Linked DNA regions of Mus musculus: all the other regions are linked to region 1. Evidence: chromatin contacts called from public Hi-C, HiChIP or PLAC-seq and Micro-C data. All regions are on one chromosome and are shown on one strand. Each heading gives the region's core, a stretch centred on a gene start, on an enhancer-like site or on the middle of the called end of the contact. The rest is flanking DNA. Distances are from core to core; before and after follow the strand shown.

Region 1 (3,096 bases), core at 54-2,553:
TGAGGATGGGGATGTCAGGACTGTTCCAGTGTTCTATTTAGCAAACTTAAATACTCTCGGTTTCATTTCCACTTCCTGAGTTTGAGATGAGAATACTTTCAGTAGCTGTTTTCTAATAATAGGACTCTCATAACCGCTAATGGGATTGTGCCAGAGTGGGTGGAAGCCTCAGTGTAATGTCTAGCTAACGTATATGCCAGTCATGCTGAAGAGGGCACTGGGTGGGGGCTGAGCCAGACTACCATCTCTTGTAGGACATTTGTTTGCTTCCTGTAAACGGGCCTCAGGCCTGCTTTTGGATCAGTATCTCTACCTCTAAAATTAGGTGTTGCACTAAATCTTTAACGTTCTTAGAGTCTTACGTGCCACCGTTCTCACTTTCTTTATATAAAATTTTCAAGTGCATAATATACACATATGTCATAGGAATGCAAATTTGCAGACACTATAGAGAGAGGGGGGAAAAAGCAGAAAGTAGAAATGGAAGATTCCAGGGCAGTTGACTATATTTCAAGGTAAGTGTTCTCTAAGGAGAAAAATGATTCCATTCTTCTTAATGTGCTTTTTAGAAGGCGATAGATTCTGGGCACCTGGTATCTTGTCTATTTCCTTTCCGGAGTTTTGAAGTTTGTTCTTTGAAAGTGGTATCAAAGTCTGTCACCTGATGTGGTTGTTAGGTTCATTGTCAACTTGACACAGACTAGAGTCATCTGGGAAGATAGAACTTCAGTTGAGAAAATGGCTCCATAAGATTGGCCTGTAGGCAAGTCTGTGGAACATTTTCTTGATTAATGATTGATATGCAAGGACCCAGCTCATGGTGGGCCATGCCATCCCTAGGAAGTTAGTCTTTAGTTGTATAAAAAAATCAACTTGAGCAAGCCTTAGGAAACAAGTCAGTAAGTGTTTCTCCATGTTCTCTGCTGCAGTTCTTGCTAGAGTGCCTGTCCTAGCTTCTCTTTATAATGGACTGTGATTGAGATGAGTAAGCCAAAAAAAACTCTTCCCTCCCCATGTTTGTTGACCATGGTATCTGTATTGTGGCAGTGAGAAGCAAACTAGAACACCTGGTTATTGTGGTTGCTTTGCTCATGGGAGGACTTAGGATATGTAACTCCATCACACTGAAGAAGGAAAGGGCAGACTTGTTTCTGAATGAAGTTCCCTGAGTTCATCTGCACCGTGGAATGATGACTTGGTTCCACAACACTCATCAGCTATGCTCCTGCCGTCACACATGGAGGAGTATGAGGTTGTGACTCAGTCCTACCACATTCCTCTAGCAAGGGTCCCACGCCATCACAGATGGGGGAGTATGACTCAGTCCTACCACGTTCTTCTGGCAATGATCACAGCATTGCAGATGGAGCTCTGTAAGCCTGACTCTAGAAAAGTGTGAGTCAGGATGAATTATGAGAGTCGGCAGGCCTACAAACACTTTCTTTAATAATTAGCCTAAGGTGAAGGGGGGACTAAACTCACTAAACTCCCATTTCATACCACCCAAACCATGTACTGCTAATATCTGACTGAGCACAGAAATCCATCTTCAGGTGATGCGGCTTAAAACCTCATTTGTAAAGCACAGCCTGAAGGGCTTCCAGCAAAGAGTGAAGGGCTGTAAACACTGCTTTTGGGCTCCATCATCTCTTTGGGGGACACCATAGGTCACTGATCAGAGCCTTACAGCTGTGGTTGAATGCACCTTGGAGAGAGCCCATAGGCAAACACAACATGGGTATATGTTCCCAGAGGGAAAGGAGAGTCCCTCATCATACACACAAACTCTGTGCTTTCCTTATACAGGCTCACAAAAGCCAAAGTGCAGAAAGCATAATGTCTCCATAACCCTTCAATGAGACAAAGTGAGGTCTGTGTCACTGCCTTGGCAGGTTGGTACTCAGATGTAGTAATTGAACTGTGCAGACAAATCCTTATCCATGCCAGTTTAGAAACCTGCTTTATGAAGCTATTGGGAAAAACTCTCAGGAAAAACAGAAACAAGAATCTCCTAGTCTACCTGTCAATGTTTGTTGTGTATCTACAGTCTGGAGGGAGTTACTGTGAGGCACACTGGGAAGAGCTAAGTATGTGGGGTAGTTCCAGCTCTTAGAATCTTCCAGTCTAGCTCAAAAGGCAACATAGCTGAACAGATGATCCTGGGAAGGGCATTGCAAGTAAACAAAAATGATGAGTTGATGGAGCTCAAAGCAGGAACTGTGAAGGGGGTTGTAGAAGTCAAGAGATATTTCTCAGAATTGGGCTGGAGATAATGATCATTTGGCACAGTGCTTGTCTAATGAAGGTGTTCACCCCTAATCCCTGCACTAGGGAGTCAGAAGCAGGAGGAGCACAAGTTCAAAGTCATCCTTCCAACATAGTGAGTTCAAGGATGCTTGAGATCCTGTGTCAAAGACTCAAAGAAGGCAGAGGAAGGGCAGTGGGAAGGTGAAAGGTAGAGAAGGAGAGAGAATGTGGGGGTAAAGGAGGAGTGATGGAGAGTGAGAAGAGGAGGAGAGGGAGAGATGAAGAGCTTTACAGAAAGAGGGAAGAGAAGGAGAAAGAAAGAGAAGGAGAAAGGGAAGGGAAGAAGAGGGGTCAGCCATGGAGCATGTCTTAGGAGGAGCTGAGAGTGTGGCTGTATAGTAGACACTTTGTGTGTGACCTGGAGACTTCTCTACACTCCTGGGCAATGACTCTGTCAACTTATGTCATTTCCCCTGGACTTGTCATGGTTCATTTATTTTTCTTTTTGAAATCCCTGGATTCTACAGAAAAGGTCATCCAGCAAAATCTAAGACTTCATCTACCTAGTGCTTTGTGCCACAGAGCTGAGGTGGAGCCTTCAGAAAAAGTCACTGAAACCATGTACCAGTCAATCAGTGCAAGGATTTGGTCTATCAGGTAGCCTCTAAACTCCAGGGTCAAATGAAAAGAAGCCAGCTCTCAGATGGGCATGGCCTAGCTCTCCATCATACATGCCATCAGACATGGGCTAGTTCAGTGGAGTCAAGCATTGACTCCAGTCTGCATCTGCCTTTCCCCTTTCCTTGAGGAATGTTGAGAACTGGGCACTAAGAACTGAAGTAAACATCA
Region 2 (3,157 bases), core at 69-2,568, 300 kb before region 1:
CCTGATTTCAGAGGCACAGCCTATGTAAATGTCAAGATGCAGTTCAAGAGTCATGGAAACTTCTGCCTACTTGGGATGATTCCCCTCCTGGGAATGTGATGGCCCAGGCAGAAGTAGCTCCCAGCTGGGACAGAGATGTGCTGTGGGTGGGATTATGAGTCTGTAATCACAGATAGACTATAAACTCCCCAAGAGCAATGGAGTACATAATGGACCTCTTCACATTTTCTGTAGCAACGGGAGAGTATCCATCATTGATTGATTGATTGATTGGTTGGTTGGTTGCTTAATAAATAACCAACACCAGTTATCTTCTTTGCAACACCATACTATTCAATTAGGGACATATAGGAGTGACAATCTAATTTTCTTTGAAACAATTCCATTCTACATAATGTGATAAATAGCAATATAGAAAGCATAACCACCCTAAGTGATTTAAGTCCAGCCCCGTTGACCTGAAGCATGGGTCAGTCAGCACCTCTCTTCATGAGCTATACAGTTCTGATGCTATGTCTTCCACACTCAGGACTTTCAAGCAAGGCTTTGAACACTGCACATCCCAGCTCCTTGCTTGCACAGTCACTGATACTAGAGAGATGAAGCACTTCCTCCCTGGGTGGGGCTAGGGCTTTTTTTTTTTTTTTACATTCTTTCTATCCTCTAGGCCCACCTATCATCTTGCTCTTTCCACCATTTAATTTGTGGAAAACACTGACTCATCTTTAAATATTATTTTGCTTAGTCAATATTTCTGTCTGTAATTAGACACATTTTTTTTCTGATATGCCTTATGATACTTGATCTGTATTTTCTCTTGTATTGGCAATCGTATCCACTCTTTTAGATAACTGCCTTTTGCTAGTTCAAGTTTTATGTTCTCTCTCTTTCCCTTTCTCCCTCACTACTTCCCTTTCTTTCTTCTTTCCTTCCTGCCTTTTTCACACCCCCCCCCCCTTTTTTTTGACAAGATCTCTTGTTCCGGTCTGGCCCTCAGTTCACCTTGGAGAATGACCTTGAATTCCTGAGCCTTCTACCTCCACCTCCTATGTATTGGGGTTTCAAGTGTGCACTGCCATGTGGTTTCTGCATGGCAGAACCAACTGCCATGTGGTTTCTGCAGTGTTGGGTGCAGAACTCAGGGATTCCTGTATGTTGGGCAAGCATACTCACAACCAAGCCATTTGCCAAGTTGGATCCTAATTTTTTGAGGGTATGAAACAAGTCATATTTTTCTGTTTTCTGAGACTTGCTGAGCTTGTTTTTGCACACTGTCAACCTCAAAAAATATTTGCTGAATGAATCAATGTATTACAACAGTCAAAAGCAGCTGTCGTTTCTCAGGACGCCTTCCTGTAACCCAGCCTGACTATTTGCTCTGGGTGGGAATCTGGAAACCAAGAATAAACTCAATGGAAATTATTTTTAAAGATTTAAACAAAGCCATTTGCTGAAGGACTATGAAACTCTTATCTTAAAAACAGAAGTCCCATTTCTTGGCTACAGTGATCACACCTGCCTGACTTCCAACCGGCTTCTTTACAATGGTGATGCTTGGCTGGCAAAGGGAGTCAGATGTTACCATCTGAGAAACACACAGCTAATTTGGATCCTACAAGCAGAGCAGAGACTGTGCTAGATGGATGTTCTTTCTCTTACACAGAGATTCTGAACTGTTTCTTTCCCCAGACATGGTGAAAGCCGGTCCATTCTCAGTCAGAAGTCAGTGTGTTGAGCCAGCCTCCAACATTTCTCTGCGAATGCCTCTTCTGAAAAACAGTATGTTGAACCTTGACTTGCCCTTGACTGGAAGCCACAAGACTCATACTGTGCATTTGTGGGCATGTGTCTGAGAGACAAAGGACATCATCTTGTACTTTCTATGATGTTTTTTGAGACACAGCTTCTCACTGGCCTGGGGAGTCACTAGTTAGGTTAGACTGGCTGGTCAGCAAGTCCCAGAGAGCCTCCTGTCTCCACCATCCTAGCTCTGGGTTACAAGTGTATGCTACTATGCATGCCTTTTTATGTGAGCTCTGGGGTTTGAACTCAGGTCCCATGCTTGTAAGATGAGTTCTTTACTGATTGAGCTATTTCCTCAACTTAGCCCATAATTCACTTTTAACAATGATGAGGGAAAAATTACATTAACAATTAATTCAAGGTTTGAATGAGATGCTAGTTTACAGCAGGGTTTCCTTAGCAGACAGGCTTGACCCACTTTTGCCCATGTTGTTAAATTTAACAAGCAAATAAACAACAGAACAAGAAATGGGATATCCAACTAGATTGGAATGTCAGAGACACAATGACTAATTCTTAGTGTATCCAAAATACTGCAATGGGAAATACATAAACTAACAATTATCATTTTTAAGTCACACCAAGCTTAACTGGGGATTCTGTATTTTGTTTGGCAACACTATTTCTTTTTTTGAAACTTTAAAATCAATTTTGGATGAAAGAGACAAGTGGATGATGTTACGGGGAGGGGTTTGGTGTGGCTATTATGAGTGGTATGAATTTACCGTAAGATCTCTGTGCTTGACCTTAAAATAACAAACTGAGCACAGCTAGTTAATCAGTTTCCAGAGTGAGAAAGTGATCGCTAGCTATGGCAGTAGTTCCCAGTGGGCATCACCTGGCCTCCTCTGAGGGCTTGGGGAGTTTCCTAAGGATGTTGTGGTGTCTGGAAAGGTCGCCCTCATCTTTGATTGACAGGAGCATGCATGACTATGGGGGAAGAGAACACCACTGAGCAGAGCATAGGCTGAGGTCTCACAACCCTGTAGAAGTCCTCCAGTGTGGTCTTCCCAGTTCCCTAACCCCTTTGCCAAATGATGCAGCTGCTTTAGAGAAACAAGGGAAACATTCCTTCCCCCAATCACCTGTAAAGCAGGATATTTTGCCTGAGTGTGTATCTTTCTGTGAAACACCCCATCATATTCTCTGGACCACCAAGATGGCTTTATTTCAAAAGAATTCCTGAACGTGAAACTTAGATTCAAACCTGAAACTCTAGAGATTTTGGAAGCCAAGTAAGTGATGAATTATATCCTAAGTTTTTAAAAATTTGCTAGTTTCTTTAAATGGGTAGATTGAGTTAGGACTTGTCTCTTCATAAAGAGTGGTTGAGAGTTCAAGGTATGAGAAGCAG
Region 3 (3,315 bases), core at 48-2,547, 310 kb after region 1:
GGTAGCCATTAGAAAGTCTCAGATGCCAGGAAAGCAAGAGGCTCACAGGATCCAATGGGGATGAGATTAGCTGAAATATCCAACAAAGGGGAAAAAAAGAACCTGTAGGGACCATATCCTGAGGTTAGACATGGCCCCGGTTGAGGGGATGGGGTCACCCACCCATCTCCAAAATTTTAACCCAGAATTGCTCCTGTCTAAAGGAAATGCAGGGAAAAAGAGTGGAACAGAGACTGAAGGAAAGGCCATCTAGAGACTGCCCCACCTGTGGATCCATCCCATATGCAGACACCAAACCCAGGCACAATTGCTGATATCAATAAGTGGTTGCTGATACCAAGAAGAGCCTGATATAGCTGTCTCCAGAATGGCTCTGCCGTAACCTTCAGTCTCTGTTCCACTCTTTTTCCCTGCATTTCCTTTAGACAGGAGCAATTCTGGGTTAAAATACAGATGGGGATGCACAAAATCAACCATCAGACTGAGCACGGGAACTCTAGTGGAGAAGTTAGGGAAGGACTGAAGGAGCTGAAGGAGTTTGTAACCCCATAGGAAGAACAACAATATCAACCAACCAGACCCCTGCTCCCAGAGCTCCCAGGGAATGGGAGGGGAGGCCCTTGGTCCTGTGAAGGCTTTATGCCCCAGTGTAAGGGAATGCTAGGGCAATGAGGTGGGAGTGGGGGGGGCACCCTCATAGAAGCAGGGGGAGGAGGGATGGGTTGGGGGTTTGTGAAGGAGAAACAGGGAAAGGGGATAACATTTGAAATGTAAATAAATAAAATAACCAATAAAAAAAAAGAAAGAAAAGAGAGGAAAAGAAAAGAAAAGAAAAGAAAAGAAAAGAAAAGAAAAGAAAAGAAGATGCATTCAAATAGTAAAATATGATCAAAGATGATGTATCTTACATGCAGAAATTCCTGAAGGTTCCATAGAAAAAAAATAGACCAACTAAGTTCAACAAAGCAGTAAGAAATAAAACATTAAAATTGAAAAAAATGCTCAGTTGAAAAACCACTTGCCAAACAAACACAAAGACTAAATGCAATTCCAAAAACTCCTGTGTAAAAGCTGCATTTTGGTGGCACACACACAATTCAATTGCTGAGCAGGTAGAGACAGTCCCAGGTCACTGGGACTCTCAGGCTAGTCAGTCTAACTGAGTCAGAGCATTCCTGTCTCAAGAAGCAAGCTCCTGAAGAATGATACCTAAGTTTGACCTCTGGCCTCCACATAAACACACACAAGATGTTCTGTCCACTTCTCCAAGCCAAGCCTATTCAGTTCCTCAAAAGGCCTGGGCCATCCCATGGTTCCTGTATTGAACCTCTGCTGTACTACTGTAACCAATTTAATGATCACAGAGGCTAAGTAAGTGTTCAACTGTCTCTTTCTCTTCTTGCTGTTACTAAATCCTTCCATATTAATAGTCAATTTCCCAGCAAAAACGTTACAGTACTAGCAGCTTGGGAAGAAGATAAGAGCTTGTAGAGATGGGAGAGCACGGTACTGCCTATGAATCACACCAGCAGGATAACTAGAAGAAAAGCATCAGTCTCAAGGAAACATTAGCTTGGGGAAGTGAAGGGGACCAATGAGAAAATCAGTCGCTGTGCCCTCCTGCATCCATCAGCCCTGCCATATCCCTGCTACCTCACTGTCCTGTGTGCTATGAATGAATCCAAATGAACTGGTATCTCTTGACACTTTTGTTTCTCCATTTTCACTGACACCTCACCCTTAGCACTTGACCCAGAGCCCCAAAAGTTGGGGGATATGGGCAGGGATAGGCCACTTCATACTTTAGTAATGTAAAGATCTTGAAAATATTTATCAAGACATATTCTCTTCTTATGTCCCTTTTGGGGTTCCCCATTCTTCTAAGACAATGGTTCTCAAACTTCTTAATGCTTAATTCGTTCTGTTCCCTGCTCATAAAATTATTTCACTGCCACTTTATAGCTATAATTTTGCTACTGTTATGAATCATAATGTTAATATTTGATATGCAACCCCAAAGGTGTCATGACCCTCAGGTTGAGAACCACTGTTCTAAGGCTTTATCAAAGCAGTGTCTCTTGCCTCTCTGAGTGTGGGTCGCATTACAACCTTCCACCCTGGACACTCAAGACAAGAGTCAGTCCTTTAAGACCCTTGCTAGCCTGGCTTCCCTGGAGTTGCCTTCAATATTGTTTAATTCATCTCTTTAGGAGGATTTCTTTTGAGTTCTTCTGTTTTGGGTCTAACTGATGTAATTTTATCTCAAAAACAATATTAGTGTGAGTAATAGACATCAAAGCATGTGACTTCCTGCTTGCCTTATGTCAGGGACTTTGAGATCAGCATCCAATATTTCACCATTTAGGTGACCAGCTCTGCTGACCCACTCAGCCTTTTTCCTCAGAGCTTCCCTTTCCCAAAAATAATACCCTCTAAATCCAAGCCAGTTGAAAGTACTAGATACACCCAACTGCTTGGAGCCCCAGAGAATGAGGCTAGGATTTCTTCAGCTAAATTACACTGGGCCTCGCTTTTTCCTTCACTCTCGAGACCCCTATCGCCAAATTCTGCTAATCTATTTGCTTACCTAATAACTACAGATCACAAATACTTCCTAAGTACACATGGAGTACTCTTCAAGACAAGCCATATGGTGGGCCACTATGGGTGGAATGTGTCCCCAAAGGCCATGTATTGGACAGCCAGGTCCACATGCAATTAGACCATGAAATGAGATTGAGTTAGTACAAGAGTGTATTCATCACAAAAGGAGGCATTTGCCACCCATCACACATGCTCTGCCATTTCTTTGCTTGTCTGTTGCTATGGAATAAGCAAAAGGAAGGTCTTCCCCATATGCCAGCCCTATGAGTTTGGACTCTTCAACTTTCTGAGCCTTTAGTCTAATCATACATTTCCATTGCATATAAATCCTCCAGAAAGAGGGACTCTGTCCTAGCTACCCAAGAAACCAGGGTACAAAACCAAAGCATCTGACCATGAAATGAGTGCATGGTACCAGTGCACGAGATGAGAAATCAGTATCATGAAGGAAACAGGAGCTCTCACAAATCCATAGACATTTAGCAACTCCTGAACACACAAGAGTAATAGAACTTAAAGTTGAAATTTAAAACTGTATCAAGATAGAACAAGTATAGACATGTATTAGTTTCAATTCTTGTAATAATAATAATAATAATAATAATAATAATAATAATAATAAATCCTGACAAAAACAAATTAAGGAAGTGTTTACTGTGGCTCACAGTTGGAGGATACAGTCCACCCTGGTGGGAAATTCATGGAGGGAAG
Region 4 (3,262 bases), core at 425-2,924, 320 kb before region 1:
TGAGCTGCTGTGAGGATGTGGAAAGACCCTCAGAGGGTCAAAGTCCTTTGTAAAGAGAACTGCATTAAACAGAGGGGTCTGTCCAAGCATGAATACCCTTTTATGCCTCTAATGACAGCAACCTAGGCAGTATATGGATATTGTATTCCTGCTGAGTTTCTTGTATTGATCAGAATCCTCAAGATAAATTTCTCTCCTCTATGTGTGTGTGTGTGTATGCACATGTTCATGTATGTGTGTATATCTATGTGTAAGTCAGAGGTCAATTTCAAATGTTATTCTTCAGGCACCATCCATCTTGTGTTTTGTGATTGGCTCTCACTGGGGCCTGGAACTTGCCATGTAGGCCAAGCCTGCTAGTCAGTGAGCCATGGCGATCTGCCTGTCTCTATCTCTGAGCATGCTCCATATACTCTGCTTTTGTGTGGATTCTGATGATGGAACTCAGGAATTCATGCTTGCACAGCAGGGGTAAGTGCTTGCATACACTTACTGAGATACCCACTCAGTTCTTAAAACAGAATCTTAAGATTTTGCTTAGTTTGTAACTGCTCAGGTAAACAGAATTTTGATGAAGACATAGGGTCTGTCTGAGGCCATCTGTGAAGTGTGAGAGGCCTGTAATGCATCAAGTTTTAGGTGTGGTCAGCCTCACCTTGAGCTAGACCTCTGTCTGGAAGCACATTCCATCTCTGTGAGGCCCATGCAGTGACCTAACCAGAAGGTTGCAGTGAACAGATAGCTTTTAAAGGTCAACAGTTCATGACCCTCCAGTGAGGAGCTGAAGACCAGATTTATAACTCAGACAATGGAATAAACAGGAAACCATATAGACATTGTCTATCTCTATGATCAGCCAGGCTGTTAGAACCAGTCTTTGTCTAGATGGTGGTAGTAACAAATCTTATGGATTCATGCGCTGTACACCTGCCCTCTGACTTTGGTGAATGCTAAGATTGGGCTGACAGCCCCTTGTTTATAAGACCTTCACAAGCATGACCAAGAGGTCCTGTTGAAAGCAAATGTGTTATCAAAACCTCTCCTGGTGTGGTCACCATGACTCTCACTTTCATGCTTTTTGAAGATAGCCATGCTCGTTTAATAGAGGAGATGAGAGACTAACGAAGCAGTAGAGAGACTACTTCAGGGTGCTTCTAATCACTTCTGGCAAGAAAAGAAACTAGATGAGCAACTAAAATGTACATGGCGTCATCACAACTTCATATACTCCCTTCATCCTCTTCTGATAGAGGGCCAAAGACAGTATATTGAGAGTCATAGTCCTACAGCTTCACCCCCACAGAGAAGCCCCATTTGCAGACCAGGGCCGTCCTCCTGGTAACAGACAGGGAAGAGTAAAATATCTGCAGACAGACACTGTGACTAAAGTCAAATTACAACAGGTATGAGCAGGAACACAGCATTTGGGGGATTTCCTTTGCCTAACGTCTGAGGGGTTTGGGATGCGGGAGCAAGCGTTTTGTCAGCTGAACTCCTGAAAACTGGGGGAAAGTTCCAAAGAAGTTTGTCTTACAGTTTAATTAGGTCAATGGTAACAGTGGCCTTTAAGGAAGCATGCTAATTAGGGAAGTCCTTTCTAGTCCTCTGTGAGGCAGTCAGTGTGGAGGAAACACCGATACACACCACACGGTCCATTAATAAATGACTGCAGAGGCCAAGGCTGAGTGAACTTCAATAAAGGAAATGGAAGAATCTGGGAAGCTGACCCTCTCACCTTCCTCTAATGATTAACTCTAAAGTATTTAAAAAAAAAAAAAAAACCTCTGGTTGCTTATACAACTGCTTCCCTTCATGTGAGTCTGTGGGGAAGAATGTCACAGAATACTAACAGAAAACAAAAGAGGGCAGCCTTTGATAACCCGCACGCACGGTTGGGCGGACAGAGTCCTTGGGTTTTCCTCTGAGCTAAAGGATAAGGGGGATGCTCCCAGGGTGTTTCTCAGCCCGGGCACAGTGTAAACCTTGGTTTCCTGAGCCAGTCTTGTGGTAAGTGCTGTTGTAAAACTGCCAACTCTGTGGCAGGCACAACAGACAAACTTTGCGCTTCTTGATTTTGCAGAATGGTGATGAAAATAAATAGTTAGGCTGTGGCTTGTGAGATTTCTTTCCTTCTTCTAGTTTGCAAACACAGGCCACATCAGAGCTGTGCTGTAATTAAACAAAGTATGTCTCTCAATTCCCTGGGGGGAGGGGGGTAGCTGGGACATGTCATTCAGCAATGACTGATGAGGAAGGGAACCCTGTTCATTGGGGCTTACTGGGTACCAAAAGCATGTGGCTTTTACAGCTTTGCTGTTCTCCTAGGCCTTTAGAGCAACTGAAGCCAGGAAGCTCAGTGATGCTATTTTGGTAAGTGGGATTGGAAGGGGTACATGGAATATAGACACATTAGATTTTGATACCTGATTGGATGGTGCTGTCTATAATGGTTGGCTTCTCTGTGGCCAGGACAGTGGTGCCTCCTGAAAAATAAGAGCAGCGGCATACCAAAATAAGAAAACAGAGGCAGTGTGCAACAATGTTTCAAGCTCACATCTCTAGACATTTCTCACAGAAAACTCTTACTTTAGTTCCTTCCAGGACCAATCACATTTGACTGAATCTTAGTCTATCTAATTCAAACAACATTACCATAAGATTGTTTTAATTTTATGCATGCTATGTTTTGTGTATGTTTACATGTGTGTGAAGATTTGCATTAAGTGTGCAGGAGCATGTGCATGTGGATGTTAGAAGATAATCTGCGGTGTCATGTCAGAAATATCACTTGGCTCCTTTGAAACAGGGTTACACAAGTAGGCTAGATTGGCTGGCTAGTGAGTCCCAGGGACCCATTATCTACCTACAAGCTTGTACTATACTCAGCTTTGTGTGTGTGTGTGTGTGTGTGTGTGTGTGTGTGTGTGTGTGTGTGTATTCTAGGGGCTGACTTCAGGTCCTTAGGCTTGACAGGAAGCCCCTTATCAACTGATCCATAGTCCCAACTCTAACAGCTTTACTTAAAAAAAAAAAAAACCTTACACATTTGCTTTACAATTTTTTAAATGAACAAATAAAGATTTTCTCTATGTTGTACAATATCACACATACACACTAATGTGCTAATTAGCAAATGCATTACCTGCACCTCTCTTCTTTACTGGTTATGGTAGTGAAAACTCTCATAGTGATTTTCAAGTATGCCTTATATCCTAGCATGTTTTATCATAAAGCATCCAGAAGGCATGAGGAGTTGGGGACT
Region 5 (3,149 bases), core at 39-2,538, 380 kb after region 1:
CTCTCTTGGGTCTTACTCAAACTCCTGGGCAGTGCTTTATCATGAAGAATCATGGCACTGATCACTTTGCCTGTTTGCTTAAATTGTTAGGAAGGTCACAAGCTACAGTACAAATGGGGAATCAAGAGATTAGTAAATAAAAGGTTTTTTAAAAGTTAAAGAAGGAAGTTCATAGCATGGGTGATTTGTTAATCAGAAGACGATTGCTAATCTGTTCAAGTCTAGCAATATATGTTGTATTGCACAGCAGATACTTGGTATAAATGCAACCCACCTCAATCTTGTGTATCTATATATACACTTTGGTTCTGAAGACCCAACCCAAAGTTCCATAGATGCTAAGCACATGCTTCCATTGAACTACATCTTTCTATCCTATCATGTTTTCTAGCCCAAGTTTTCCCTTTAAAAGTGGTTCCTCACTTTTAAAATATCATGTCCTGGCACATATTTTAGTAATTACGCTAATTAAGAAAGGTTCAAACAAAATGTTCAAGCATAATGCACTCATAAAGTTCTTGCTTCTGTATTTAAAAGCATAGGTGATTTGTTAATCAGATGATGATTGTCAAGATGCTCTCCAAAAGGAACAGCACAACCTCCAGGTGTAGAGCTATTGAGTGGTTTTACTATAGTGATGTTTTACTATCAAGGGTGAAGATTCATCATGAAGGGAGTCTCCAGCAGAAAAGCCCAGTAATGCCAGAAAACAAAGTGCAGTACTTCTGCAATAGAAGTGGGGCCACCAAGGGCAAGAGGATCAGAGACATCAAAAGCACAGTGACCAAGAGTCACTAGATCTCGGGACCCCTCTTAGAACATTTAAATCCTCTTCTCTCAGGTATTGAGAATGGAAATCTGTATTTCTCTTCACTTTTGAGAGAGCATCTCATATATGCTATGCTGGCCTGGAACTATTGATGTAGCCAAAGATGAGGTGAACTTCTGGCCTTCCTGCCTCTACCTCCAGACTGTAGGGATTATAAGGGTACCGCACTCAGTTTCTATGGTTCTGAGGATGAAATTTAGGTCTACTCCACATGCTGATCAAACATTCTAAGCTACATCTCCAGCTCAAATCTGCATTTTAGATGTGATTTCTAAAGAGTTCTTAAAATATCAAAAATTAAGTGATATCACCCAAGGACCCACAAGAAGGATGACTTAAAAAACACTCATGCACGTGGTTAGCACTGGGAATTTCCAGCAGATTGGCCCAGGGGAAGAGAGCTGTCAGGCAAAAATGAATGGTTTGGGTGTAAATGTAGAGCACAGATGATGGTGACCACAGCTGCCAGGGCCAACTTCCTTCTGTTCAGTTCCTGGATCCCTTCCTTACTGGCTGTCTGGCCTTGGGCCAGTCAAATTCAACTTCCTGGAGATGGATTCTTCATAATCACTACATTGTAAGGTGAGGGTATCAGTCAGCTGAAGTTTATTGGGATTATTCTGTGAGTCATAGAAGATCTTTAACCTCAGAAACTTAGTTTTCCCCTTAGCTAAAGCACAACTGCTCCTCCTTTTTCTCCTTTTTTTCCTCCTCCTCCTCCTCCTCCTCCTCCTCCTCCTCCTCCTCCTTTCCCTTCTCCTCACCCTTCTTCTTTCTCTTCCTCTTCTTTTACTTGTGTGTGTGTGTGTGGAGGGGTATGCACATGTGAAGTACCATGAGTATGGAGGTCAGGAAGTCAATTTGTGGAAGTCACTTCTCTGCTTCCTCCATGTAAGTCTCAGTGACTCAATTCAGATCATGTTTGTCAGCTTGGTAGGTTTACCCACGCTCATGGCTTCAATATGCTTGCCTCAGGGAGTAGCACTATTTGGAGGTGTGACATTGTTGGAGTACGTCTGTCTCTGTGAGCGTGGGCTTTAAGACCCTCATCCTAGCTGCCTGGAAGTCAGTCTTCCACTAGCAGCCTTTGGATGAAGATGTAAAACTCTCAGCTCTGCCTGTGCCATGCCTGCCTGGATATTGCCATGCTCCTGCCTTGATGATAATGGACTGAACCTCTGAACCTGTAAGCCAGCCCCAATTAAATGCTGTTTTTTATAAGACTTGCCTTGGTCATGGTGTCTATTCACAGCAGTAAAACCCTAAGACACCCGCCTAACTGTCTTGGCTCTTGAGTTTCATTATGACATCATTCTTCTGTTCTCAATGACCCTCTTCCTCTTCCCAACTTTCAACTTCAGCTTCCATGCCTTTGTGTGTGCATGATTCAATAAGTTTAATTGGGGTTGCTTTGTAGTGTGTGTCAAGGTTTACTTATAAGCGCATAGGCAACATATGATGGCTGCATCATTGAAGAAACTGACTCATGGGTTCTTATCAGACCTCACCACACCTCCAATTCTCTGGTCCTTTCTCTCCTTTTCATTTGCATGCACCCTGTCTTATAGCCAAGCTCAACTACATAGAAATGAGGTTGAAGGTGTGCTACATGGAAGTCATGGGGCAAAGCTCACACAACAAAGTGTGGTGGGGATTTTTGTAGTGTGTGAGAGAAATCAAAATGTTGTGAGAAAGGGGAGTGATGAAGGGGAATGGTTCTTGCACAAAAGGTTGAGGAATAATGGAGAGGAACAGTTCTATCAGAGTAAGCTGATGAACTTCCACAGTGCAGCTCAGGCTCCTGGCTCACAAGGGGATTTTAAAGGGGGAAGGTATTAAAGTAATTCTGATGCCTGCTGAGCTTTGGGGCCTCAGAGCTGCCCAGGAAACACCCTAATTAACAGAAGTGTTAAGATTTCCTGTTGGGTGTGGTTAAATCAAACCAATGCATAATAAAAGAAACCCTTGTTTTCTGGGATCATGGCCTTATTCTAAAAGACCTCATCAGTGGATACCGAGAAGCTATCCCAAAGATGAGATCCGCTCTGTTCTTGAATTAAAAATTATGGCCCATGAATTGTAAAGTATAACAATAGCTGCAATAAAATGACTGAGAAACCCAAATTCATCTAATCACGCATCCATCTGGCTCATTCAAGCACACACAGTGCACAAAAGACTATGGTTGCTGCCTGCCTTCCCTCTGCTTTCCCTGAATAGAGTGTCAGGAGATCACCATCAAACCCTGTGATAAACACTCACATTTCCACAAATGTAGATTGTGTTTTAGAGAGATCAGCTTTAAATTAGTTTATTAAAA
Region 6 (2,946 bases), core at 105-2,604, 350 kb after region 1:
TCAAAACTGGAATTCTGGAGATCGTTCTGCCCTCTTTCCAGTTGTGAATAGCCTGGGCTTCACCTGAGCAGGTGTTGAGTGTGAGCTAAAGCACACCCCAGCAACCTTGGTCTGTCCTTCCTGACTCCAACCACACCATTCACGTTCCTTCCAGGAGCTTTTGTGAATATCACCAGAATAAGAACAACATCTGAGGTTGATTTCTAGCCTCCACACACATATGCAACACATGTATACCAGCACATCCAAATTACTGTGACATAGAGAAACACACATGTGCAGGTATCTTGGACTGGGAGACACCAGAGCTATAGCAGGCTATGGCTGCACAAGTATAAAGCTCTTGCAGGGTGGGGCTGTTGGAGCAGATAGAAAGCATCATGATTGCAAGGTCGAGTAGACCAGGGATAGGATAATGAAGAAGAAAGGAACACAAAGGTTACTCTGAGCACAATCATGCTATAGGCCTCTGTCCCATCAATTTGACACCTCTGACTTCTTGTCCATCAAGAAGTGACTGACAAGAGAAAATGTGGTGCATGTATACAATACTTTTATTTAGCCTCAAAGAATAAAATAATATTATTAAGAAAATGGATGGAACTGGATATAACGATAATATAAAAAATAAGGCAGACTTGGAAAGACAAGTATGACACGCCTTTCTTCCTATCAGAGGCTAGGTTTTTAAGAAAGTAGAAATGAAGTTATTTGGCAAGAGGAAGTGTTCAGTGGAAAGGGGAGGGGGAAATGAGGATGGTGGTGGGTATGATCAAAGTGCATAGCATACGCACATGAACGAGCCAAAATGAGACACATTATTTTATATAATGAACATATACTGATTGAAAAAAAATCAAAGGAAGCTATTTTGAGAAGAGAAAAAAAAGAGAGAAATAAAACCCCATTTGGCCGAGTGTAGTAGCACAGGCTTGTGATCCCTGCACTCATAAGAAATGGAGGAGGAAGAGGGAGAGGGGGAGGAGGCAGGGGAAGCGATGCATCTATCTTTAGAAGCATCCTTTCTTCCTTCACCTCTCTCAGTTTTGTTCGGTTTCCTCAGATGCTTAGGTATATTTTGAGAACAAGCATTAATTCTCTGAAACTCATATATTAATACACGATCCACAAACTATGTCTTTCTCTTCATCATTCTCTGCTCCTTACAGTTTTAATATGAAGTATCCCCCCACAGACTCATTTCATTGAAGGTTTGGTCCTCAGTACCCTGTTGAGACCTTCGGCTTTCAGGCTGTGGCTACATCATGAGGAAGCTAGTTTCAGCTTCCTCTTCATCTTCTGGTGCATTCATAGTTGAATGAACTCGTGAGAGGGGATAGAAGGCACAGGGGGTGGAGCAAGTTTCAGGAAGTAGGTCATTGGGGGTGTAACCTCGAAAGAATACATCGCTGTCTCTTCCCTACAACTTGGCTTGTGTGAGATTACCTTACCTCCTTCTCAGTACAAACCACCAGCATTATTCCAGCTCATGTGAGGTCAGGGCAAAACCCAGGTTGCTGAGTTTCCCTGTCCAAGTTTTGTAAAAGAGATAAACAGGGCTGATCATGACTCCACAGATGCAGAAGAGCTGGTAGGCTCAACTACGAGCCACTGTACCAAGATGACAGCTCTAATTGTCAAGTGAACTAATCATGGCCCTAGAAACTTCACACTGGGGCCTCAGTGAATGATGAATCCCAGTCCCCTCCATCCTCCACCAAGAAGTACAGTTCACAGGTGACACCCTTATGTGCAAGTCAAGTCTTCATTCAGAGGATTGGAAAGACAGCTAAACCAAAACAGAGACCAAGATAAAGGGGAGGGAAAAAAAAAAAAAAGAGTATCTGTGTGGGATTGTGAAGGTTGAGTGGTGAGCAGGAAGTGGAGTTCAAAAGAGGGACTAATGGCTCACAAAGGCAGCAAGAAGTGGGAAGGAGCAATTAATTGGATCAGTCTGTGAAGGTTCAAAACAGTCTTCTAGCGTGACGACGTAATATCCTGATTCCCAAGTCAGGATCCCCAAGTCCTCCATATGACTAATAATTAAAGCCAGCTCCTGGGAAATAAATTCTTTAATTTGTATATTCTAAGTGGGGACAGCAGATATCCCTTTGACCTTATTCAAAATTGTCTTTTGGAAGGTAAATGCCTAAGACTCTCAAAAAAACAAAAATATTTAGAAGTACACTGTAGAATAATAAGGAGGATCTCGAGGAGGTTGGGAAAAAAGGACAGGAATCAGCCTGTAGCCCCAGAGACTGAGCATCATCCCCACAGCCCACCCTTCACTTCTGAAAACCCAGGTGCTCACCAGTGTACACCCCAGGGATTCCTGCTAAGGAAACTGCCAGATCTTCTATTTGCTTTCTGTATTTTGCTAATGAACTTTCCATCTGAAGGCCCACGGGTACAGATACCCATTCCACCAGAAAGCTTAGCAGAAGTAGAGTAGCCAGGAGCACGGCAGCAAGCAGAGGTGACAAGCATAGCATCCTTCAGGATCTCAGAGCAGAAAAAGACTGTTCGGCAGTTGTCCCCATCCACCAAGACCTGGACACAAATCCCAGGCCACATAAGGAACCATGATCCTGTGTCTGTCAAAACGGTCACCATGACAACCATGTAAAATATTGAAGGTGATTTTTTTTAGATTAAATTTTTAAGATGATTTCTTTTTTTTGAGATTATAATATAATTACGTAATTTCTCACTTCCCTTTCCTCCCACCAAACCCTACATACCTCTTCTTGCTCTTTGCCAAATTCATGGACTCTCTTTTTCATCAATTGTTGTTACATATGTATATACACATAAATACATAAGTGTATCCTTTTCAGACTATTTGCTACTTGTATGTAAGTTTTCAGGACTGACCGTTTGGTGTTAGATGCTCTAATGGGGAAGACTATTTCTCCTCTTCTCACTTAGTTGCTTGCAGTTCTCTGC

What was found. A called contact is a pair of places that touch in the nucleus more often than the background predicts. HiChIP or PLAC-seq counts read pairs in DNA pulled down with a chosen protein or histone mark.
Region 2: a Micro-C map of muscle stem cells shows a contact between it and region 1, with 2.9 times the contacts expected there. The contact joins two enhancer-like sites. A contact is called at or near these places in 3 of 484 Hi-C or Micro-C datasets (adipose-derived mesenchymal stem cells, cerebral cortex and muscle stem cells).
Region 3: a contact with region 1 is called in a Hi-C map of bone marrow-derived macrophages, with 2.4 times the contacts expected there. The contact joins two enhancer-like sites. A contact is called at or near these places in 1 of 484 Hi-C or Micro-C datasets (bone marrow-derived macrophages) and 1 of 115 datasets of contacts at active chromatin or transcription factors (bone marrow-derived macrophages).
Region 4: a Micro-C map of macrophages shows a contact between it and region 1, with 6 times the contacts expected there. The contact joins two enhancer-like sites. A contact is called at or near these places in 1 of 15 datasets of contacts at CTCF or cohesin (the NIH/3T3 cell line), 9 of 484 Hi-C or Micro-C datasets (Th1 cells, bone marrow-derived macrophages, cerebral cortex and 5 more) and 1 of 115 datasets of contacts at active chromatin or transcription factors (pancreatic cancer cells).
Region 5: an H3K4me3 HiChIP or PLAC-seq map of bone marrow-derived macrophages shows a contact between it and region 1, with 6 times the contacts expected there. The contact joins two enhancer-like sites. A contact is called at or near these places in 1 of 484 Hi-C or Micro-C datasets (bone marrow-derived macrophages), 1 of 115 datasets of contacts at active chromatin or transcription factors (bone marrow-derived macrophages) and 1 of 9 other capture datasets (bone marrow-derived macrophages).
Region 6: a contact with region 1 is called in an H3K4me3 HiChIP or PLAC-seq map of bone marrow-derived macrophages, with 5 times the contacts expected there. The contact joins two enhancer-like sites. A contact is called at or near these places in 1 of 15 datasets of contacts at CTCF or cohesin (the NIH/3T3 cell line), 2 of 484 Hi-C or Micro-C datasets (bone marrow-derived macrophages and nephron progenitors) and 2 of 115 datasets of contacts at active chromatin or transcription factors (bone marrow-derived macrophages and microglia).

The regions. Positions count from the first base shown.
Region 1 is chr8:128,163,343-128,166,438 of GRCm38.p6, reverse strand. No RefSeq gene overlaps it. Among named protein-coding and RNA genes, the nearest start is that of Mir21c, 110 kb to the left of the region's middle. Within about 2 kb of position 1,303, at least 69 of the 459 cell types and tissues checked have an H3K27ac peak or open chromatin away from gene starts, as enhancers often do. A contact at or near this core is called in bone marrow-derived macrophages, macrophages and muscle stem cells, where this site is marked.
Region 2 is chr8:128,463,797-128,466,953 of GRCm38.p6, reverse strand. All of the region lies in intron 8 of Nrp1 (neuropilin 1), which reads right to left. Gm32643 (a long non-coding RNA gene) reads left to right here. Exons shown (of 7, transcript XR_003947627.1): 4 at 1,690-1,779. Among named protein-coding and RNA genes, the nearest start is that of Gm32643, 28 kb to the left of the region's middle. Within about 2 kb of position 1,318, at least 24 of the 459 cell types and tissues checked have an H3K27ac peak or open chromatin away from gene starts, as enhancers often do. A contact at or near this core is called in muscle stem cells, where this site is marked.
Region 3 is chr8:127,850,358-127,853,672 of GRCm38.p6, reverse strand. No RefSeq gene overlaps it. Among named protein-coding and RNA genes, the nearest start is that of Gm32590, 46 kb to the right of the region's middle. Within about 2 kb of position 1,297, at least 3 of the 459 cell types and tissues checked have an H3K27ac peak or open chromatin away from gene starts, as enhancers often do. A contact at or near this core is called in bone marrow-derived macrophages, where this site is marked.
Region 4 is chr8:128,487,118-128,490,379 of GRCm38.p6, reverse strand. Nrp1 (neuropilin 1) reads right to left here. Exons shown (of 17, transcript NM_008737.2): 12 at 2,424-2,483. Gm32643 (a long non-coding RNA gene) reads left to right here. Exons shown (of 7, transcript XR_003947627.1): 1 at 1-2,007. Among named protein-coding and RNA genes, the nearest start is that of Gm32643, 4.2 kb to the left of the region's middle. Within about 2 kb of position 1,674, at least 62 of the 459 cell types and tissues checked have an H3K27ac peak or open chromatin away from gene starts, as enhancers often do. A contact at or near this core is called in bone marrow-derived macrophages and macrophages, where this site is marked.
Region 5 is chr8:127,779,345-127,782,493 of GRCm38.p6, reverse strand. No RefSeq gene overlaps it. Among named protein-coding and RNA genes, the nearest start is that of Gm32590, 25 kb to the left of the region's middle. Within about 2 kb of position 1,288, at least 6 of the 459 cell types and tissues checked have an H3K27ac peak or open chromatin away from gene starts, as enhancers often do. A contact at or near this core is called in bone marrow-derived macrophages, where this site is marked.
Region 6 is chr8:127,813,374-127,816,319 of GRCm38.p6, reverse strand. No RefSeq gene overlaps it. Among named protein-coding and RNA genes, the nearest start is that of Gm32590, 9.1 kb to the right of the region's middle. Within about 2 kb of position 1,354, at least 47 of the 459 cell types and tissues checked have an H3K27ac peak or open chromatin away from gene starts, as enhancers often do. A contact at or near this core is called in bone marrow-derived macrophages, where this site is marked.